7 separate regions of the Mus musculus genome follow, and regions 1, 2, 3, 5, 6 and 7 are each linked to region 4. Evidence: chromatin contacts called from public Hi-C, HiChIP or PLAC-seq and Micro-C data. All regions are on one chromosome and are shown on one strand. The core of a region is the stretch at or near the end of the contact, and the rest is flanking DNA. Distances in the headings are between cores, read along the strand shown.

Region 1 (2,937 bases), core at 288-2,787, 730 kb before region 4:
TGAACACCTAGGTCCAAGCTAAGCACAGTGCCACCTTCATGTTTGCACAAGCGGAAACCATACAATTCCCGCATGCTTAAACTAGAAAGGCCCTACCTACTTCAACGCCCTCTTCAATAGAAAGGAAACGCAGGGCAGCAAAGAAGGATTAAGAGTCCAGATTTACAAAGACAGTACAAGATCCTCCGTGTCCTTGTTCCTCATCCAGAAGTCCTTTCTTTCCAAGCGGCCCCATCTTATTAAACAAACAAGGGAAGGTCAAGGCGGTCTCCAATCTTGTTCAACAATCTCAGAGTCTGGGGTGCATGGGACAGGCAGGCACTGACAACTGAAAACCTGAGAGGTTGGGCTCAGCCAGGCCACCCTTGCAGCTCCTGCTCAACTCTAAGCAACTGAGGTAAGAAGCCAATCTGAGTTAGCTACCTCCACCTCCTCCCTCCCTCCCCCACTGCTGTAAGTCTCCAGAGAGCAACTTTCAGCCAACTCCCTGTCCCCCAAGGCTTCACACACACACCCTCCACAGTATCCAGCTCATCTTAAACATGACACTAAGCAAAACTCTAAGCAACTAAACAGACTCTGAACTCCAGGAAAGGTCAAAATATTAGAGCACTGAGAGCTTGCCTTCATTAGACAGTGGGGAAACTAAGATTAGAGAGGAACATGGGGTCAGGCTAGCACCAGAACCAAGTGTCCTCCTTCCTTGGACCTATGTACGCAGAAAAACATGTAGAGGCGGTCCCTAAAGCTGTTGAGGCTTCCTGGAGACCTCTTGAAAGACTAATGGACAAGATATAATATTGGTACATAAAAGGACCGGGCTGTAATTAGTCAGTCCAATGTCCCCAATTATACTTGTATACAAACTGATCCCAAAGAGGGTGCTAGACCTACGATGGGAAATGATGTAACTTCAGTGAGTTTTCCATCTGCTGCTCCTGGCAGCAGAAGGTAACTGGGTTTCTTCAAGGTAAGGTTATGCGGGTTTAAATTTACAAATACCTTCAACCTTCCAAAGGAGTCATGACCCACCCACCCACCTCTCCCTTGAACCCAGTTTGACCCCATAATCACCCTTGTTGGATGGATTCTTGCTGTAGCACTGAACCACCAGCGCCATGGCCAAGGCCCACATGCCCAGACCCGTCTTGTTGGGGACCCCATTCCAGCTGTCTTGTCCCGGGAGTGTTTCTTCGGGGCTAGGACCGCGTTCCGACGAGGCGGCAGTCAGGTATGGGATCTCGGTGCGTTCTCCACGGCGCCCCCAGGTGGCTGCCCCCCGTCCGGGGACGAAGGTAGAAGATGCTCCAGGGCGCACCCAAGCGGCAGCTCTCAACCGCTGCGGCTCCCCGCGGTCTCCGGTGACAACGCCACGGCCGTAAGCACCTCCCCGGCTTTGGAGAGATGGAGATTTGATTAACCCTAGGAAGAGCCGAGGCGCTGGCGTGGTTCTCCTCAACACCGCGGACAACATCATGACACCTGCTTCTAAAACCCGCTGGTGCCGGCCCCTGTGCTAGCCACGATCAACATGGCTGCCGCGGCGCGTTCGAAGACGCCGCTTATAAGGTGGGACTGCGCACTACCTCACGGGAGTGGTAGTCCACAGCCCCAGATCTTTCTCTAGCTGGAGACTAAACAAACTACATTTCCCCGAGGGCTGTGGAATGACATCACAATGACCGCTGACAGCGGAGCTGGAAGAATGTTGGGAAATGCAGTTCGGGCAGAGGGGCGTGGCAAAAAGGAAAACTCTGGTGGGGCGTGGCAATTAGGATTCAAGATTCCAGAGCCCCGTATTTGTATTAACACAGAACTTTAAGCCCTGCCTTTGGAAGGTGGGAACCTGAAAGAACGGGAATTCAAGGTCTGGGTCAAAATCACATTCTTGGTCTAGGTCAGCCCCAACTGTGTAAGATATCAAATATCAAATCAAAATATCGAAAATCAAAATACAGGAATCCTAGAACAACTTCCCTAGTGTTTAAATAAAATTGCATTTTCGATGAAGACCTGTTAAGTAACTTGTACCCCTCCCCACTTTTATTCTGAGTTGCTATTGCTTTTCAAAAAGATGTTGAGTGTTGGGAAAGGTGGTGTGTGTCCTTAATCCCAGCATTCCAGGCAAAGGCAAGCAGATCTCTCTGAATTTGAGAAAGTCTAGTTTGCATAGTGAGTTTCAAGATAGTCAGGGTTATGAGCCAGAGAGACTCTGTCTCAAAAGACTTTAAGACTGTGTGTGTGTGTGTGTGTGTGTGTGTTTAAAGATGTGTGTGTGTGTGTGTGTGTGTGTGTGAGTGTGTGTGTGTGAGATCCTTAGGTTTGGCAGCAAGTGTCTTTTATAGTTGAGCCATCTTGTTTGTTACATAATAGTGAATCTATGAATTGTGTTTCAGTTGATTCCTTCTGTAGTTAGCTGACAATTAGCTACTCATATATCTGTGTCTGGCCCCTTGTGTCTCACAGAATTACAAAACTGGGTTTGGGATTGTCTGGGGTGTTGTTTTACCCTGGCTCAAAGCTGTACCTTCCATAGAGTTGCTCCTGATCTAGAGGATACAGAGAAAGCCTTGTAGGCGGAATGCTTCCTGCTCTTGCATTAGAGCCTCTTGAGCTAGATCGAGGGAACAGTTTGTCTGGGCTGCCAGGGCTTCTGACAGGCCCAGGTACTTTGCTGGTTGGTATCCAGTGGTGCCTAGCTGGCTTGTTTGAATTGTTAAAGCAGGTTTTGGGGCTTTCCATTAGCCTGTTGGCTGAGAATAGGTCTTAAGCCTTGGTTTGCATCTGTCCCACTCAAGTCTCATGCCTGCGTTTACCTGTACATGGAGCACTCTAGCTAACATCCATTTTCCTAAGAAAGGTCAGTACATGACACTTGCCCTATTCTTTGCTTTTTCCTTCTCCACTTCTGGAACTCTTCATAGGAAGTGGATTAGT
Region 2 (2,898 bases), core at 302-2,801, 940 kb before region 4:
GGTCCTGAGTTCAATTCCTAGTAACCACATGGTGGCTCACAACCATCTGTAATGAGATCTCATATCCTTTTCTGGGGAGTCTGAAGACAGCTACAGTGTACTTACATATATAATAAATAAATGTAGCCGGGCGTGGTGGCACACGCCTTTAATCCCAGCACTCGGGAGGCAGAGGCAGGCAGATTTTTGAGTTCAAGGCCAGCCTGGTCTACAAAGTGAGCTCCAGGACAGCCAGGGCTATACAGAGAAACCCTGTCTCGAAAAACCAAAAAAGCAAAAAAAAAAAAAAAAAATGTTTAGAAAGAGAGAAAGAAAGAAAGAAAGAAAGAAAGAAAGAAAGAAAGAAAGAAAGAAAGAAAGAAAGGCAGACTTTTATCCCAACAGTCGGGAGGCAGAGGGCAGGTGGATCTCTGAGTTCGAGGCCAGCCTGGTCTACAGAGTGAGTTCCAGAGCAGCCAGGGCTACACATAGAAACCCTGTCTCAAAAAGAAAAGAAAAAAAAAATCAGGCAGGAGAAGTAGTGTGGAGTCATAAGCCTTAGAATGCTGCTCCAGGATGCCTGATAGACTTCTCTCAAGCAAACGAACGACACCAGACTTGTAGACAAACTCCAGTGTCCACAGCCCTGAACAGTGTGAATGGCGCACATCGGGGGCCCGATACTCACCAAAGCTCAGGATTCTCTCCCCTGCAATCTGGAGGCCTTCTCTTGCTTCCTGGCCTTTAATCCCACTGTTGGATGTGGGGGGTTGTCAAACACCTTCCTGTTTTTTCAGCCTGGTCACAAGACACTAGCAGGCTGGGCCAGACTAGACACTGACAGTCAGTTTTGCTGATAATAAGCTGCTATCTCAGGGAGATACTTCTTGGACTGGCTCCAAGGTGACTGTGAAATTCTGTCCCTCCCTAGTGGTCAAATGATCTCAACACTTAGGCTCCGGATGGGTACAACACTTCAACATTCAGGGCATTAGGGCTCAAATGCAGTCAAATAGCTGATGGAGGTCCTACACAAGCTGCCTAGCTCTCCTAGCATCCCCCAGTCTCTGCTTGTTTTCAGGATCCTCCTGGTTGGCGTGCCTGGTTCCCTGACCTAAACCTTCTCCAGCCCAGGGCCTGGGCCACCCTTCTTCTAGTGGTTCTTCTCTATAGAATGCAGTCATTTTGGCTAAGCTGGTCTTTTTACCCTTTTGCACTTTTGGTCTCATGGCTTTCCCCTCTCCCCTCCCATGACCCAGCTCAGGGTCTTGTTCACTCTGGGCCCTTCCAAATGCTTTTCTGGCTAGGCTCTTCTCCATATCTACAATAAACTTTCTCCTCCACCATACCTAGGGGCTGTCATGGCCTCCTTTTTATTTCTTTTTTTCCTCACTCAGGCAGGAGCTGAGGCAGGGCAGGGTGTTCACTCCAGGCCCCAGCTCAATCTTCACCTCAAATCCTCACTGGAAAGGTTAATTATTCAGAAGCTGTAGAGCTCAGGAGCATCACCCAGGGGGCAAACCTCACTCTTGCAATAGAGGAGCCATAAAGGCCAGTTAATAATCAGCCCCGGGGCAGAGACAGCTTAGAAGGGCCTCCAGCTTTAGGCTTTATAGATACCTGGCCCACCCTTCCCCAGTCAGCAGGCTGATCTGGAAGTATAAACAAGAAAGGAGGCTGACGGCTCTAGAAGTCCCCAACCTGTTGTGATCTTCAGTAGACAAACACTCCTGGTGTGTCACAGGATTCAGGTACATGGCAGTGGCCAGGGCGAAGGGTAGCAAGACAGAACCAGGGACCTCCTGGGAGCCTGTCTCTCTTTGTAGGGCCTTGTTCTTTGGCTAATTTTCCCCCAGAGTCCAAATTGCCTCCTCTCTCTCCTTCCTCCTTCCCTTCTTCCTTGCCTTCCTTCCCCTCCTTCCTTTTCTCTTTCTCCTGACATTCACCAATGTAGTGGTCTCTACTATCTCACTTAAATTTCGGTTGAGACAGCTCCCACATCTATGTCCAATTTGGAGCCTTCCTCTGGGGCCACACACGCACAGGTAACTGATCAACAACTCCGAGTCTCCTGCTCAAATCTACTCCCCACTCCTTTATCCAACAGCAGCGCCATCCTGGGCTCCCAGTAAGGGATGGGTGGGGGACGGGGTCCTGTTTTGGCTGCAGTGAAATGTGGGTGATGTCAAAATTAGCTCAGATCCTTAAGGGTTCCCCCCACGCCCCCACGCCTGTAAAGATCTGTCACAGGAGTGGGAGGTGAGCAAGTGGAGAAGGAAAGGAAGCCTGGGCTTCCACAGCACTGAGGCTCTCGTCAGAAAGGTTAGGCCATCAGGGTCTTGTGACTGGAAGTGGGTGATAGCCTGGCTGGTGAGGTTGGGGGAACTTGTAGCTGAGAGAAGTTGGGGACATGGGATCTTCTGATTCTATACAACAGGCCTGGAAGTTGCAAGCCTGTGTTCTAGTGACAGTCCTGCCATTGGCTCTGGTGTGGTCCTCTGGGGCTCATCCTATTCATGTGTATAATAGGACATGGGTGTTGGTAGTGGATGGATTATTTTAAAGGATCTTAGCAGCTCAAGACACAATGTGAGGTGTTTGTTTGTTTGAGACAGGGTCTTTCAGTGTAGCCTTGACTATCCTGGAACTCTCTCTGTAGATCAGGCTGGTCTCAAACTTACAAAGATCTGCCTGCCTCTGCTTCCCGAGTGCAGGGATTAAAGGCATGCACCACCACAGCCCGGCTGTTTGTTTATTTATTTGCAATGCTGGGATTGAAACTGGGGCTTCACACATACTAGGCATGTGCCACCACCCAGCTGTTTGTTTATTTGTTTACTTGCAATGCTGGGGATTGAACCCAGGGCCTCACACATGCTAGGCCAGCCTTTGCCATACACATCCCAAGAACGGAGCCTG
Region 3 (2,960 bases), core at 340-2,839, 570 kb before region 4:
ATTTTCAGGCTAGAGATGCCAAAAGTATGGAGAGAAAGATCCAACGTTTGCTACAAAGATACGGACTAGTAGATTGGAGTTGCTGGGGTGGGTAGGGAATCTTACCAAGAGGGTTTTCTATGTGTGTGTTAGGGTTTTTGTTTGTTTAGACAGTGTCTCTCATGTAGCTCAGGCTGGCCTCCAACTTGCTAGGTAGCCAAGGTTTTGAACTCCACCCTCCTGCTACTCCCTCTCAAATCCTAAGGTTATAGGCCCATACTATCACGTACTACCATATATATACCCATCTAGCCCAGCAGAACTAGGTGGGGTTTTGATTTGTTTTGTTTCTTTTCCTTTCTCTTTCATGATCCTCAGAAGCTGGTTGGACAGGACCAGAAATAGTATCCCCAGCTTTGCATGCTGAACGACTAGAGGCAGCCAGCATGTATGGCGGGCTGCATAGCATCCCGCTCGCTGGGATCGGAGCCCTGAGCATAGACAGGCCAGAGCGAAGAAAGCAGATGTGGGGGATAGAAGAAGGACACCCTCCCCGCCCCAGTAGCGCTCCCTCACGTGGGCGATGCTGATGCCACAGTAGATGGAGAAGGCTGTGGCCAGGTCCTCATCAAACTTGCTGAACCATGGCCCATTGATCTTGTTCACTAGCTCAGCCACACCAATGACCTCTGGGAAGAGAGAGAAAATGGGAATCGCTGGTGAAGGGGTCCAGTGAGACCTGCCTTCTCCTAACTCCTCTGGAAGAAATGGCTCAAGACTAGACAATCCCTGGCTCTTTAGGTTCCGACCCTAGAACCACTTTCCCCTAGTCCCCGCCCCGGCTCCACCCCCGTACAGCCCCTTCAGGCCCCGCCCCTGGCCACCACGAGTCGGCACCCTGGTTCTCGTTCTTGATAGGGAAGCAGAGAATGTTGCGCGTGCGGAAGCCAGTGCTGTCATCTACGCCGCGATAGAAAAGCGGATGGGCATATGCATCTGGGATGTTCAGGATCTGGCCCGTAGTCGCCACGTGGCCCGCGATGCCTTGGTCCGCCGGGATGCGGATCTCATAACTCTGCCCAAACAGGGATGGAATAGAAAGCAAGAAGTTAGCCTGCCGTATAGACACTTTTCAAATGTGGCTTTTCCCCCAGGTCCTCTTGCTTACTCCCGGACACCCTCCATACTCCCTCACCTCATCGTCCACAACGCCACCATCGAACACCTTGGCCACCAGCTCGTTCTGATCCAGCAGGAACACCGAGCAGCTGTGGAGAGAAGAGGTTGGTTCGTGGGGTTCTGACGCCTCTCGAACCACCACATATGGCTAGTGTAGCGATTACTGAGACCCTGGAAAGTGTCCTAAAGTGAGACACTCTCCTCGGAGCTGGACAATTCCAAACATCTCTCCATCTGCCTTTTATTTGTTTTGTATTGTATTGTTTTAAATTCCTACTAGGTTTCATAGAAACCCATGGCAAGCAAAGTTAGCGCTGTCCTGGCTGAAACAAGGGCCCAGGCAGAAGGAAATGTCAGATAAGAAGGTAGGGAGGGGGCAGAGGCGGTGAGGGCTGAGACTTCCCCTCCCGCACCACCCCACTTCTGCTCACATCTCTGCGTTGCTGAGGTTTCTGGCTTCCGTGATGATCTCCTGTAGCAGGACAGAGACATCATCTGGAGGAGGGGGAAGGAGAAGCACGTGAGACCTGAGGAATGCCAGGCAAGCATCTCTTCCACATCTCCTCCTCCCCAAACGCCTTGTGTGGGAGACACATCACTCACCCAGGTGGGTGAAGAGGTTCTTTGCCACTTGGAGAAGAGCCTGGGAAGGAGGAAGTGAAGATCGTAAAGATGGCCCGGGATGTTCTCATCCCTTCCCAAGTGCTCCTAGAGCAGGCTGGCAACTGACGTGCCTAATGAAACCCTTTGGGTACTAAGTGAAGGAGCTGGGGAAGAATAGTGAAGTTCTTGGGTCTCAAACGGCTGCCACCTTTGCCTCTGGCTGCCCAGATGTTGTGGTAGTGCCCGTGTTAGACACTAGAGGGCAATCACAGACAATGCCTAGAGCCCAGGGAAATACTGACCTCTCTCTCTTTAAGGGACTTCCAGGTCACTAGGTTACCCAGCCACAGTGCTGCCACTGGCCTAGATAACCCAGGCAGCATCACCCTCGTGGATAGCCTTCTGGGGCTGGCGCGCGCAGGTTCTTGGGAAAAGCTCAAGGCAGGCACTCACCTGGCACTCACACTTGAGCTTCTGCTCCTTCTGGAAGGCCAAGGTGCTGGTGAGCACCGTGCCTGTGTAGTGGAAGCAGTGTTGGATCACGTGTTCATCCTCATCTGTGAAGCTGGAAGTCGGGCTGGGGGTCAGCAGAGAGGACAGGGAAGATGGCCTTCTCGGCCCCTTTCTCCTTTCCTGCATGCTACCAGGAAGCTCCTATCTGCCAGCTAATGAAACTCTTCACACTGGGACTACACACCATGCCTTCTCCCCCTTCAGGCACAGAGCTCTAGGGAAAGCTCTGACTGCCCTCAGACCAAAATGTGGGTTCCTCCTCAGGCCACTGTTTATTTGAGGCAGGCTTATGTACATGTTGCTCAGGCTGGCCTGGAACTTCTAGGCTCCCGTGATCCTCCCACTTCAGACCCCCTAGAACCTGGGGCTATTGCCATAGTGCCATGACACCCCCACTCTCAAACTCACAAATCTCCTCCAAGCTTGTTGAAGGCGCAAGCCAGGGCCACCACCTGGTCAGTGGCTCGGCTGATGACAGGGACACACAGCATAGCCTGCAGCTCACAACCCAACATGTTTTGCAGCTGTTGCACATCGTCCTGCAGAGATGAAGGAACAGTGAGGAGGGGCAGTGTGCCTCTTCCCTAGCTCTCACCACACTCCGAAGCCCGTTATGGCACGAGGACAGGGTGTCACCAAGTCTGGGTCTTGTCTCCCCATCTCTAGGCTACCCCATTCCAAAGACA
Region 4 (3,181 bases), core at 73-2,572:
CACACCTAGAGCTATCCTTTCCCTCTGACTTCTGCAATGGCTATTGTGACTTCTCTAATAACATCTATCCCCAAGGGTGGCCTAAGGATTAAATAAAATACTTAAAATGTTACCCGTACGTCCTAGGCAGTCCATATATTTTCATTCATTTAGGTGTGGAGTCCTACATTTAAAGCCTCTGGGCAAAAAGGGACCTAACAGAGGTGCGAAGTTGACATCCCAGTAACCAGAACAATTTTAGACTTGCTAGACTGCAGCAGGAGCGGGAGGGGAGGTCTAGGGTAGATCATTGTTGCAGCGGGAGAGACACCTTCCTGGTCTGGAGGGTGGAGCACCCACAGGTAGGAGTATAGGTTTGGCGGAGGGAAGTTGAGGGCGTTCCCGTGCAAACACCTTTTGTGCAGGAGGCCAAAGAAAGGGCAGAGTGCTTGCCAAAGGGGGCAGGAAACGCCTGTAAGCAAGTGAAACCTTCCTAACCCTTCTATGGTTGGTTGTGGGAAGATGAAGTTTTATCTCTACGGAGTTTGGAGAAAGCGGAGAATCTTGCCCGCAGAGGGCGCAAGAGCAACGTACCCCGACCGCAGAAAGACGTGGGGAGCGGAGTCTTAGAGATTAGAGGACGCCAGGCCTTAGAGGGCAGGGGGCGTGGCAACTGGAAAAATGGCGGGGGAAGTTGTGTGTAATAGTCCTGAGTGGTGGGACTGCTAAAGCAGCATTGGGTGGGTTAAGGGACAGTCAGCGAGGGACAAACCAGAGGGAGGTGGGAGATAGGTGGAGCGTTTGGGAGAGTGAGGGGCGGGACATGGGCGTGGTGCGGCGGGATTCGCCACTGAAGGATGAGTACGGGGCGTGGTCTGAGCAAGGTGGGGAACCACAAGCGCTCCGGTGGGCCTGCCCCACCTACGTCTCCCTGGGCCCCACCTCTTTTCCGGCCAGGAGAGTTTCTGCGTGTACCTGAGTTTCGGTGTGTACCTGAGTTTTTGGGTCTTGGGTTGCCATGTTGGAGCCCCTGCGGCAGAGGTTCCCGCGTGAAAGCGGGGACTACTTTATGCAGAGCTGTCCACTCTCAGCTCCTGTGGGTATCTGAAGGAGTCCCCAGGGAGGATCAGCCCGCGGCTTTCGCAGCCGACTCCCCTAGAGGGTCGTTTTGGTCTACAAAAGTCCTAGCATCCTGTTTCTCCTTCGGCTCCTCCCCGATTCCCTCCCCCCACAGTGTTCCCAGCCTCGCGCGCTCCCGGAGCCCACCCCCTCTTTTGGGCGCCAGGCCCCGCCCCCCGCCCCCTTTCCTCTGCCTCAAAGTTTATTTGCAACAAAAGGGAGCAGAGAGCTAGCTGCTTAGAGGGAGGGAAAGGGAGCTGGAGCGGGAGCTCGAGGGGAGGCAGGCGGGCCGCCGGGCTTGGCAGGCGGACTTTGAGTGCAGGAACCGAGCCTTAGGCCCCTCACCGGCAGGACCGCGATGTCCCTGGCCTCTCCCGCAGAGGCTAAGGCTGGGCCTGGGGTCGCCGCAGGGGCGAGAGGGGCCGCCCAGGATGGAACTCCTGCCTTTTGTAGCCGCGGAAACTTGATCTTCGACTGATAAACCTCTGCTCACGTCTCCGCACCCTCCTCCACAGCCGCCGCACGCTGCGGGTGCAGGACCCAGGCTCTCGGACCGTGGCCACTGCGCGCCCTCGGAGTGGGAGTGCAGGGGGGGTTGGCCGCGGCGTCCCGAGGCCAGCCCCCCCGGAGTGACTAGCACCAACCATGGCGGACGGGTCACCTCGACCCCCACTTTATCGCAGCGTCTCGTTTAAACTGCTGGAGCGCTGGAGCGGCGGACCGGGGCCGAGGGAGGAGGACGCGGACACCCCTGGGTTGCGGCGCCGAGCTTCGTGCCGGCCAGCCGCGGCAGTCCCGGGCCAGCCCTCCCGGCGCGTGTCCAAGCTGGCGTCGGGGCCCCCGGCCGCCCCCGCGCAGCCGCGCCCGCTCCGCAGCCTCTCGCCATCGGTGCGCCAGCTCTCCCGGCGCTTCGACGCGGCGGGTCTGGACGACGACTCCACTGGTACCCGGGACGGGGGCTGCTCCTCCGGCACCACAGAAGAAGCTGCGGAAGGCTCTGAACGTGGGGCCTGGCCCAGCGTCACAGAGATGCGCAAACTCTTCGGCGGTCCGAGCTCCAGACGACCCAGTATGGACTCTGAGGCCCTGGGGTCGACCAGCCCCGACAGAGTTTCGTGGGAGCCCCCAACTCGCGATCCCCGGCAACCTCCGACGCCACCTCCTCGAACGTGCTTTCCTCTGGCTGGCCTGCGTTCTGCGCGGCCGCTGTCCGGGCCCGGGATCGAGGGGAGGCGACGTCGGCAGCACCAGCAACAGGAGCGGGCGCAGCGTCCGGCGGATGGTTTACATTCTTGGCATAGCTTCTCCCAACCGCAGGCCGGGGCCCGGGCCTCCTCCTCCTCCTCCATTGCCTCCTCCTATCCTGTCAGCCGCAGCCGGGCTGCTAGTTCCAGCGAGGAGGAAGAGGAGGGACCGCAGTCGCAGCTTGGGCCTCAGAGTCCGGCCTACCTCGGCGGCCACTCTTCGGGCAGTGACGAGGACCCAAATGGTGAGGATGGCCGTCGCTGGAGAGGGAGAGGTCTCCGGCCTGGACGCTCTCAGTTGGTTCACGGCTGCAGCCAGGACAGTGACGAGCTAAATCCGGGAGGCTTGGGATCAGCGGGGGGTGTCGGGAGCCCCGAACCTCCGACGTCTCCAAGAACCTCAATGGATGAGTGGGGTACTGGTACACAGCCATGCCTCCCAGGTCCCCAAGAGAGCTTAAGGCCTATGTCCGACACTGGGGGTGCACCTTTCCGTGTGGCTAAGGTGAGCTTTCCTGCGTACCTGGCCAGCCCAGCTGGCTCCCGAGGAAGTAGTCGCTATTCCAGCACAGAGACCCTCAAAGATGACGACCTATGGTCAAGCCGTAGTTCTGTGGGCTGGGGTGTATATCGATCCCCAAGTTTTGGAACTGGAGATGGGCTTCTTCTGCGGCCCCAGACGAGGTCCCGCAGTAAGGGACCTGTAGGCACTGCCAGGCCGCTGAGGGATGGAGGACTGGACCTAGATAAGAACCGACAACGAAAGTCCCTATCGAATCCAGATATCGCCTCTGAAACCCTGACGCTGCTCAGTTTCCTTCGTTCAGACCTTTCAGAAC
Region 5 (2,993 bases), core at 204-2,703, 960 kb before region 4:
TCTTTGATTTTGGCCAATACACTTAACCTCTCTGGGCCTCAGTTTCCTCATCTGTAAGAATGGGGATAATTAAAATTATATCATCCTCAGTTATTACGACAAACAAAGAAAATAATGAGTAAAGCTGTATGTTGCTTAAAGAGAGAAGAGACTGGGAGCCAGAGATGGAATGTGGCATTGTGATTATGCACAAGATTAGCAATAGCAGAGATCTAGTAAAATTCATTTTAAATACACACACACACACGCACCACAAAACTTATTTTTTGCTCTTTTGATTCATGTCACATCCAACCAGTGCAAAATGGTGTGGACATGAACCACCTCTCTCACCAACCAGTCAAACTGCAGTACACACAACCAAGGATAAAAGAAATTCTCAGAGGGATGAGTAAATAACAAACAAATGAAGAATGAACTAACATGGAAGAGAACAAAATCAACTCTGTGGGCTGAAGCTGCTGACCAGGAAGGTCACCAAGAAGCTGAACTAAAACGCCCTGGCTCACAAACCCAGTGACATGTAGAGCTTGACTTTGGCCACACACTCGATGGGGGCTTAAATCCTACGCAAGGCAGGGATCCTGGCCCAGCACTGTAGGAAGGGCACAGGAAAAAATAGAGTTGGTGTCTACCTTGGTGTTTCCCCCTATTTTTAGTAAATGAAACAGGGTTACAATATTTAGCCCTGACTGTCGTGGAATTCTCTATATAGACCAGGCTAGTCCCAAACTCACAGAGCTCCGCATGCCTCAGCCCCCGGATGCTGGGATTAAAGGCGTATACCAGCCCCCACACCCGGCCCTACTCTAGCTTTTGTTCCAACTTAATTTGACCCACGCAGAACTAGACGCTGTCATTCCCTAGACCAAAGCCCCCCCAGGTCCGTGTGATGGGGGAAAAAAAAAAAGGCGCGTCCACCACGATCCCGAAAGCACTGACAGATTTTATATACTAAAATTCTACCCACCACCGCCCATTCTTTGCTCATTATGATAATGACTGCGAGATTGACCAACAGGAAGGAGGCAGGGGCGGGTCTCCGTCAGGATTTTGACCTTATAGGGATGCTAATCGCAAAATGCGCGCGGCCTGGCCGAAGCCAATTAACTGCAAGAAATGCTGGGTGACAGGAAGTGAAACCAATGCATGACGGACCATGTGCGATGGGTGGGGCTTAGACTCTAGGAAACGGCCAGTGAGCAGGATGTCTTTAAGAGTAAAAATGGGGAAAATGAACTGCTAGGGAAGCGAGTCAAAGGAACTGGGTTTCTCTGGAAGCCGGAAGAAAGAACAAGCAAGGAAACGGCAGCAGTCTCGTTTCCGCACTTACCGCGCCAAGAGCCGGCAGCCGGCGGCGACCCGGAAGCGTTTCCCCAGGTCTGAGCGGAAGAACCCACCAGAATCCGGGACTCACTAACGCATGCGTCTTGCGTCTCCTTTTGTTTCCCGCTTCAACACCGAGCCGGAAGTGATGTTGATGTACTTTAGTTACGTACTAGTTGGGGGAGGACCCTCGCTTGCCCCGCCTACCTGTCAGCTCCTCCTTGAATCTCCAGCGGCAGGGTTTCTCCAGGCTAGCCCCTCGCCTGCGTTCGACTAGTCCCGCCCTCCTGCCACTCGGCGGTGTTTGCGTGTTAATCTCCTCGAAATAGTATGGTTTCCAGAAATGTTCGCTTGTGTGGATGCCGTGTGTGCTGCTGCGTTCCAAGAAACATCTGTTTCTTCCCTTCTGTTCTCTCAGACTCGGTTTTCTGTTTGAACCCTTCTCCTCCTCCTCCTCCTCCTCCTCCTCCTCCTCCTCCTCCTCCTCCAACTCCTCCAAGATCTATTTATTATATGTAAGTACACTGTAATTGTTTTTCAGACGCACCAGAAGAGGGCATCAAATCTCGTTACGGATGGTTGTGAGCCACCATGTTGCTGGGATTTGAACTCGGGACTTTTGGAAGAGAAGTCAATGCTTTTAAGCGCTGAACCATCTCACCAGCCCCTCTTTTCTTCTTTTTTAATTTTGGTTTCTCGAGACAGGGAACTCAGAAATCCACCTGCCTCTGCCTCTGCCTCTGCCTCTGCCTCTGCCTCTGCCTCTGCCTCTCTGCCTCCCAAATGCTGGGATGAAAGGCATTCGCCAGCACTGCCCGGCATCCATTCTTTTCTTTCTGAGAGGATACCTTGAACATGCTAGACAAGCCTCTGTCATGGAACTACATCATATTCATAATATTTACTTTTCTTTTTTGAGACAAGGTTTCATTGCGTATTCCTAACTGGCCTGAAATTCACTATCTAGACCAGGTTGGCTTCGAAGTCTTCCTGTTGGTATTAAAGCTGTGTAACACCACGCTGGCCTCTTTTTTATCTATTTAAAATTTTATCTTATGTATATGTGTGTTTGAACATCGTGTGTGTGTGTGTGTGTGTGTGTGTGTGTGTGTGTATGCATGTGTATGTATGTGTAGGCCCAAGAGTGATGCTGGGAATTTTCCTCAATTGCTCTTCTATCTTATTCTTATTCAATACCACAAGTCCCTGCTATCGCTGGTCTGACTATCCAGGTTCTCTGAGAATTCTCTGTCTTTACAGAAATTACAGGCTGGTTGCCATAACCATCCAGCAATCATGTGGGTTCTGAGGACCCAAACACCAATCCTGGCTTCTTTTACAACAAGCACTTTAACCCCTAAGGTATCTCCCCAGGCCTGTACATTCTTTGTCTACGCTGTTTCTTCTGTAACTAGCATGATAATCTGCCTGGTTTTCCTCCTGTTCTTGGCTCTGGTGAAGAGTGATGAGATAGAACTGTTCAAGAGGTTCCGTATGTGCTTCCTATCAAATCTGATTGTATGGCCCAAGAGGTCAGCTTCAGCTTCAAACGTTTTCAAACGTTAGCAAGCTCTGCTTATTAAAATTGTAGCACTCAGGGACCTGAGACAAGAGGATGTGAAGTTCAAGATTAGACTGGGCTATGTAGCAAGCTCAATGCCAGCCTG
Region 6 (2,849 bases), core at 291-2,790, 890 kb before region 4:
TAATGTGTGTTCCCACCATCTGGTTCTTATCTCTGTTTTCCAACACTATGCACCCATTCCTCTCAGGGTCTCCATTTGTGTTTCCATCTCTCCGTACCTTATCCCATCCACAGTCTCACAGACCCTTTTCTCAAGGGTCCTATCTTCCTATTTCCTGTTCCCATTTATGGGATCCCCATCCTGGCCTGGCCCAGCACCACCAGTCTTCCTAACCCCATTTTGGTCTACGGCCGCCTCTTAAAGGTCATTATTTCTCTAAATTAAGGTATTTATCTCCCCAACAAACCCCAGACCTCCTTTCGGGTTCCAGTGATATTTGGGGGTGGGGGGATTATGAAAGGAGGAAGCCGGGTGGGGCATGCTGGGACACTAACAGAAGGCATAGGGATACCTAAAAGGCTAAATGACGTTGAGGGTTTGGACTGGGACTTGCTTGGATCAAAGGACTCGAGGGTGGAGGATCTATCTGCTCCTGGGATTTCAAGGGCTGTCGTCCGGGATGGGAGGGAATGTGGGAATGAAAGTGGTCCAAATGATAGAGGCTCCTTTTCTGTGGCTATGGGACCCGTTTTTTTGTTTTTTGTTTTCTGCTGGTGCAGTAAGGTTTGGGCCCAGGCAGGATAGGTCTAAGACAGGGCAAGGTGAGGCTGGAAAGAAGGAATCAAGGCTGGGGGAAGGATGCCATCTGGGCAGCTCAGCGGCAGCAGGGATCTTTGTTGAGGGTGGCATCACCCAAGACACAGGTGGTAAGAATGAGAGTTGGCTGGACTGAGCTGGAAGCCAATTCTGAGGATTCTGGGAATGGAGAGGTTTGGTGGTCACCTTTGTAGGTGGGGAGGGGAAGGCCTAATGAGAGGCCTAAGACTGGACCTGTTTCTTTGATACGAAAGGCACAGGGTAGGGGGTTGGCATTGAGAAAGAGGAACCGTTGGAACAAGAGGGTGCGGCTCATCCCTGCCAAGAAGAAACTCCTATTACCGGGGGTCTCAAAGTACACTGGAGGAGTCTAGCCAGCAGCATAGGTAGGGGTGGCTTGTGGGTTCAGTCACAATTACTTGCAGAGTAGGAAAGGTAGTTGGGGTTTCATGGGGTTTGGAGGTGGGGTTTGGAGGTAGGGTTGGGATGGGACTGCGCTCACCTGCCGAGTAGGGTGCGGGCTGGTGGTCGCGTAGGGCGCCAAGCGCACAGTTGGAGGAGCCGAGCGCGGGGCAAGGTGGCCCAGCGGCGGGGAAGGCAGGCCGCAGGGGACTGTATTGGAAGCCTCCAGGCTGGCTGCAGGCGCCGAAGTCACCGTAGGCGGACGCCTCCATGGCCGCCACGCACGAATCGTACGAATTGAGGTAGGAGTAGTCCATCGGCCCGAGGGGGCGGGGGCGGGGGCCGGGCAGGGCCGGGTCTGGTTGGGGTCGGGGTCCCGGGCTGGGTGGAGTTCGGGATGGAGATTCGAGCTCCAGGCGCAGAGGACCTGAGACCGGCTCTGAGCGCCCGAGAGTCCGCCCGCCCCGTCGCGGCCCGCACTCTGCCCCGGTGCAACGCAAGTGCAGTGCTGCCAGCCCGCGCGCCTTTTAACGCGCAGGACCCCGCGGAGGGGGCGAGGCGGGGCGAGCTCCGCGGGGCGGGGCCTGAGCGGCCCAGACCCCGCCCCTAGCCACCTCGGGTCCCCCACCCCAAAGGGCCTCCCTCTTAGGGCTCCCGAGGTGCAGGCGGAGCATCGTGGGACCCCAATCCGAGAGTCCCTTATCCTGTCCCAATCCGGCCTAGACCTTCGATCTCTACACAACATGCCCAGCAGGAGGGTCCCGACCTCGTTCCTGGGCCTCCCACCTGCGGCCCCGTGGAAGCTAGGGAGGCAGGCCCCGCGGTGCTGGTGTGAAGAAGTTAATTCAATTCTCCCAGATAACCGAATTATTCCGATCTGGCCCTTCAGCCCCGCCCCCAGCTAGGTCCTATCCCTGCGAGGACTGCCGAGGCTGCCCTAGAGTGAGGGGGATGGAGACAGGGATGAGAAAGAGACAGGAGCCTGGGACAGGGACAAGGAGGGGACGTGGGTATGGAGAGACTAGAGAAAAGGGGTCAGACCTCGAAATAGAAGTAAGGGAAGACAAGGATGAAGCGGTAGAAGAGAAAGGCAGGGGTGGAGATGGAGATTGGCAGAGAGAGGAGGCCAGCAGGATGGAGAAAGACAGGCATGGAGACAGAGGGACACGGATGAACATGGACGTGGACTGCAACCAGGGCTGTGATGGAGCTGCAGAGAAGGCTGAAACAAATCAGAGACAATCACAGTGAGACCACACACAGGATGGCCTTAGGCTAACAAGGACAGAAACAGACCAGCGAAACAGAGGCCGATGAGTGGAGAGAAAGGACATCCCCGAGAGCTGGGATTTGTGACCAGAGCACCGAAGGCGACCAAGACATTGTGGTGGAGAGGCTGGGGGTGGGAGGGGTTGGCAAGGCATTAGAGGAGAAGGCTGCAGGGTTGAAGTCTCTCTCTCTGAGAAGTCTCTTGTCTTGAGGGCCACAGGAGCCTGCACCTGCTGGGTCCAGGCCACTCCCTCCCATCCCGGCTTCTCAGCTCTGTTGTCCTCTCCAATAGCTTGTGACCTCTGGACTCGCGCGTGTGTGTGTGCGTGTGCGTGTGCGTGTGCGTGTGTATGTGTGTGTGTGTGTAACTGTGTCTGTGTAGGATGCTGAGCCTTAGGACTATGGTAATGACTCCCTCTCTCTCCTTCAGTGCCTTTCTTCTTCCCCTTTGAGTCGTCCCTGCCTTCTTCTGGAAAAGCCAGGTCATTGACCCTCCAAGGATTTTCCCCAGCTCTCCAGGCTGTGTGGTGAATGGAATACAT
Region 7 (3,088 bases), core at 149-2,648, 610 kb before region 4:
ACCATTTATGATTGAGAAACATTTCTAAATTTTAGAAAATTACTGTTAAATCAATCATTTTGATTATGAAGGTTTGGGGCATGATGCATGCAGGTATGATAATAAGAGATCCTAAGAGAAAGATAGTGACAAAAGTATTTACTTCAAGTGGAATATTTTGGATATGTATTATACAAACCTAGAAGAACCAGTTTATAAAATATTGATTCTTCAGAATAATTCAGCCAGCAGAATACTCATGTTTGCATTCACTGTCTCTTGAATGTCAGTAAATGAAAAAAAAAACATGGAATTTGTATATTGTGCTTCATTTGGCTCCTTCAAACATTAAAATTTGAAACCTAAGGTCCTTCAGGAACTAAAATATCACATTTACATTTTTGTTTCTACTGTGTGGGAGGAAGACCCGCAGTCCTCTTTTAACTAAAATTCATGGTGCATTCCCATCAAAGCTTTTGCTTTAATGAAGACTACTAAATGCACATGCACTGTCATTTAATTTCTTTGTTGTTCTTAATTTTTTCCCAACTTCATGTCTGTTGCTTTGAGAGATCTACCGGCTAAATCCCAACTGATGAAAGTGCATTGTTCCGAGATACCTAGGGGACCTGGAGACAATTAACCAGAACTCCATCTGATAAAGGGCATGCTTGGGCAAGATTTGATGGCTCTTATTCTTTTTCTTTTCTTCCTTGGTCTTCAAAACACAGCAAATCTGAACCAGTAGCTGAATTGGAATGAATCTGCTCCACGGCAGCCCACTCTTACTGTGCGAGCTTCTGTTACACGCGTTTAAAATATCCCTCAACTGAGACGGGTTACAGGAGATGCATATTCATACTTGGAACACGCTCCTCCTCCACATTAGGAGCTTTTCGGGGTACCCAAAAAGTTAGGATTCTGCTAAGGTTCTTGATCAAACAAAACCAATATCTGAAGGACAGTAGTGCCCAAGGACGAATAAGAGTTGCGGAGCCCATAGTATTAATAGCTCCAGTAAGCCCATACCACAGAAAGGCTAAAGGTCTTTGCCCCGTGACACGGGGAAAGCTGAGATAATTAAAATTCCAGATGCCCACTCAGCAGAAGCAGACCTTTCTGTTAGAGTTAAAATCTAAACTGAATCGATTCCGGTTTTACTTTAGAAAAAGGTGAAGAGAAAGCTATTGAGGAACAGCCTGGCTGAAGTAGGTGTGTTTGGGAGAAGATGGCACAGTTTTTACTGTTTTTACGTGTGGGTTAGAGTCGTTTTACATTTGGGTTACAAAATGTTCTTTTGAATCCGCCGAGTCAAGCGTCAGGAGACGCCTAGGAGCTTAGAGACCTACTTGCTGCTCTGGGATGTAGGGCAGTGGAGCCTGTGCTTAGCATTTCCAGTCTACAGCGAGCACTTGTAGCCACGAGAGGGCGCGGTGCATATTTAACAAAGCCTTTCTGAGCACTGACATCTTTCAAGCCAGGTCTAAAACTTCATGCAGACTAGAATCTTGCTTCCCAGAGCTTGCCTCCCAGGAAGGTGAGTTATCAAGCCAAAGAAGAGGAAAATATGCTTGAGGGAAGGGAACTAATAAGTTGAAGAACGATGTCAGTGCTCTCTGTAAATCACAATTTGTCATTTACCCAGAGATTCTCCAGGTAGTTACACAGGGTCCCGATAATTTAAACCAGGAACAAGAGAGGAAATGAGACAACTTGGAGGTTCCCAACAGAATTCTGACTGAAGACTGTAAAACCTCTGCGCATTCAATAATTTATAAACTGGGCCATATGTCATGTGCCCGGGCAGCAAAAGGAAGTCCTATCTTCCACAGACTTGGAGGAAGCACCTGCCTGAGGCCATTTGACGTCAGGGCTCTAGGGCTTTTTATATTTATTTTAGATAAGAGTTGTCTCTCTGTAACTATGGCTTCTAGACATGTGGATCCTACTATAATAGCAGGCTGAAAATATCCAGAGTGTGCGTGAGCATACACACACACATACATACATACATACACACACACACACACACACACACACACACACACACACACACAATCCAGGAAAAAAAAAATGTGTCTCACTGGACCATGGTGGCACATGCCTTTAATCACAGCACTTGGGAGGCAGATGCAGGTGGATCTGAGTTCAAGGCCAGCCTGGTCTACACCAAGAAACTCTTTCTCAGAAAAAAAAAAAGGGGGGGGGGGGTCTCAGGCATGTACAGAATTTGTTTGGGGGGGGGTTGCTATTCCCTAACAAATACAGGCTAGCAATGGTTTTCATAGCATTTGCAGTGTATGAGTCATTGTAATCTAGAGATGATTAAAGCACAGTGTTTATCTGCAAATACTATTAAATTTTATAGAAGGGACATAAGCATCTTTGAATTCTGATGTCCAAGGTGAATTCTAGAACAACTGTAATAGAGCTCTCTCTCTCTCTCTCTCTCTCTCTCTCTCTTTGTGTGTGTGTGTGTGTGTGTGTGTGTGTGTGTGTGTGTGTGTGTGTGTTGGATGCATATGTTTAGCACTCATGTGAAGACAATTTCAGATAAGAAAATTTCAGTCCTCACTTCTGCCTTATTTGAAACAGGCTCTGGCTGGTCCCTGACACGTGTGCCAGCCTGGTTTCCTTTGCACTGCTGGAGACTCCTGTCTCCATCTCCTGTCTCCATCTCCTGTCTCCGTGTGGAGACTCCGGCTCTTCTATCCAGCTTCTGTGAACTTGGCTCCTCCCACTTGCGTCAAAGCGGTCTATCCAAGGCAAGCGCTTTATCTGCCTTATTTCTGAGATGTAGTCGGCATGCAGCCCGAGCTGGCCTGGCCTAGAACTATATGGAGATCAGATTGGCACTTACAGAGATTTGCCTACCTCTGACGGTTGAATGCTGGGATCAAAGAATCCTTTAAACCTTGATTAGAAGTCTTAGTACTGAAAGGTTTCCTAAAATTTCTACACTACCAATTTTTGACCTGACTGAATTTACATATTATCGGGGCTGATCTTCATGCATATTTATTTTAGAACCAGGCGGGGACCCTGAAGCTATTCAACCAAAGATATTCTTTTCTTTTTCTATCCAAAAAACAAGAAGAAAGGGCTTAGG

The links. Hi-C and Micro-C count contacts between places; a contact is called where the count stands out from the background. HiChIP or PLAC-seq counts read pairs in DNA pulled down with a chosen protein or histone mark.
Region 1: a contact with region 4 is called in a FOXA1 HiChIP or PLAC-seq map of pancreatic cancer cells. The contact joins the promoter of Clpb here to the promoter of Arhgef17 in region 4. A contact is called at or near these places in 1 of 39 promoter capture datasets (embryonic stem cells) and 3 of 115 datasets of contacts at active chromatin or transcription factors (embryonic stem cells, epiblast stem cells and pancreatic cancer cells).
Region 2: an H3K27ac HiChIP or PLAC-seq map of embryonic stem cells shows a contact between it and region 4, with 5 read pairs. The contact joins the promoter of Folr1 here to the promoter of Arhgef17 in region 4. A contact is called at or near these places in 5 of 39 promoter capture datasets (hippocampal neurons, liver, pre-B cells and 1 more), 1 of 115 datasets of contacts at active chromatin or transcription factors (embryonic stem cells) and 3 of 9 other capture datasets (adipose tissue, liver and pancreatic islet).
Region 3: a Hi-C map of CD8 T cells shows a contact between it and region 4, with 3 times the contacts expected there. The contact joins the enhancer-like site here to the promoter of Arhgef17 in region 4. A contact is called at or near these places in 10 of 39 promoter capture datasets (the 3T3-L1 cell line, the C10 cell line, embryonic stem cells and 4 more), 1 of 484 Hi-C or Micro-C datasets (CD8 T cells), 11 of 115 datasets of contacts at active chromatin or transcription factors (embryonic midbrain, embryonic stem cells, large pre-B cells and 1 more) and 1 of 9 other capture datasets (embryonic stem cells).
Region 5: a FOXA1 HiChIP or PLAC-seq map of pancreatic cancer cells shows a contact between it and region 4. The contact joins the promoter of Anapc15 here to the promoter of Arhgef17 in region 4. A contact is called at or near these places in 3 of 39 promoter capture datasets (embryonic stem cells, liver and pre-B cells) and 3 of 115 datasets of contacts at active chromatin or transcription factors (differentiating embryonic stem cells, large pre-B cells and pancreatic cancer cells).
Region 6: a Micro-C map of embryonic stem cells shows a contact between it and region 4, with 4 times the contacts expected there. The contact joins the promoter of Phox2a here to the promoter of Arhgef17 in region 4. A contact is called at or near these places in 3 of 39 promoter capture datasets (cranial neural crest, hippocampal neurons and liver), 3 of 484 Hi-C or Micro-C datasets (all in embryonic stem cells), 4 of 115 datasets of contacts at active chromatin or transcription factors (embryonic stem cells, pancreatic cancer cells and stem cell-derived neural progenitor cells) and 2 of 9 other capture datasets (embryonic stem cells and liver).
Region 7: a contact with region 4 is called in an H3K4me3 HiChIP or PLAC-seq map of pro-B cells, with 9 times the contacts expected there. The contact joins the enhancer-like site here to the promoter of Arhgef17 in region 4. A contact is called at or near these places in 6 of 39 promoter capture datasets (the C10 cell line, hematopoietic stem and progenitor cells, hippocampal neurons and 2 more), 2 of 15 datasets of contacts at CTCF or cohesin (large pre-B cells and pro-B cells) and 7 of 115 datasets of contacts at active chromatin or transcription factors (acute myeloid leukemia, bone marrow-derived dendritic cells, epiblast stem cells and 4 more).

What each region holds. Positions count from the first base shown.
Region 1 is chr7:101,662,351-101,665,287 of GRCm38.p6, reverse strand. Clpb (ClpB caseinolytic peptidase B) reads right to left here and starts at 1,537. Exons shown (of 16, transcript NM_009191.4): 1 at 1,075-1,537. The coding sequence starts at 1,477.
Region 2 is chr7:101,869,441-101,872,338 of GRCm38.p6, reverse strand. It overlaps Folr1 (folate receptor 1 (adult)), which reads left to right and starts at 1,551. Exons shown (of 7, transcript NM_001252554.1): 1 at 1,551-1,730. It overlaps Gm35597 (a long non-coding RNA gene), which reads right to left and starts at 1,628. Exons shown (of 3, transcript XR_378387.3): 1 at 668-1,628.
Region 3 is chr7:101,502,665-101,505,624 of GRCm38.p6, reverse strand. It overlaps Pde2a (phosphodiesterase 2A, cGMP-stimulated), which reads right to left. Exons shown (of 30, transcript NM_001143849.2): 12 at 2,683-2,813; 13 at 2,215-2,326; 14 at 1,762-1,801; 15 at 1,590-1,653; 16 at 1,175-1,247; 17 at 877-1,054; 18 at 556-668. Among named protein-coding and RNA genes, the nearest start is that of Mir139, 29 kb to the right of the region's middle. Within about 2 kb of position 1,589, at least 37 of the 459 cell types and tissues checked have an H3K27ac peak or open chromatin away from gene starts, as enhancers often do. A contact at or near this core is called in CD8 T cells, where this site is marked.
Region 4 is chr7:100,930,302-100,933,482 of GRCm38.p6, reverse strand. It overlaps Arhgef17 (Rho guanine nucleotide exchange factor (GEF) 17), which reads left to right and starts at 1,322. Exons shown (of 21, transcript NM_001081116.1): 1 at 1,322-3,181. The coding sequence starts at 1,744.
Region 5 is chr7:101,894,791-101,897,783 of GRCm38.p6, reverse strand. Anapc15 (anaphase promoting complex C subunit 15) reads right to left here and starts at 1,453. Exons shown (of 6, transcript NM_027532.4): 1 at 1,334-1,453; 2 at 1-51.
Region 6 is chr7:101,817,004-101,819,852 of GRCm38.p6, reverse strand. It overlaps Phox2a (paired-like homeobox 2a), which reads right to left and starts at 1,540. Exons shown (of 3, transcript NM_008887.2): 1 at 1,139-1,540. The coding sequence starts at 1,355.
Region 7 is chr7:101,539,626-101,542,713 of GRCm38.p6, reverse strand. No RefSeq gene overlaps it. Among named protein-coding and RNA genes, the nearest start is that of Gm35363, 2.7 kb to the right of the region's middle. Within about 2 kb of position 1,398, at least 46 of the 459 cell types and tissues checked have an H3K27ac peak or open chromatin away from gene starts, as enhancers often do. A contact at or near this core is called in hematopoietic stem and progenitor cells, hippocampal neurons, pre-B cells and 1 more, where this site is marked.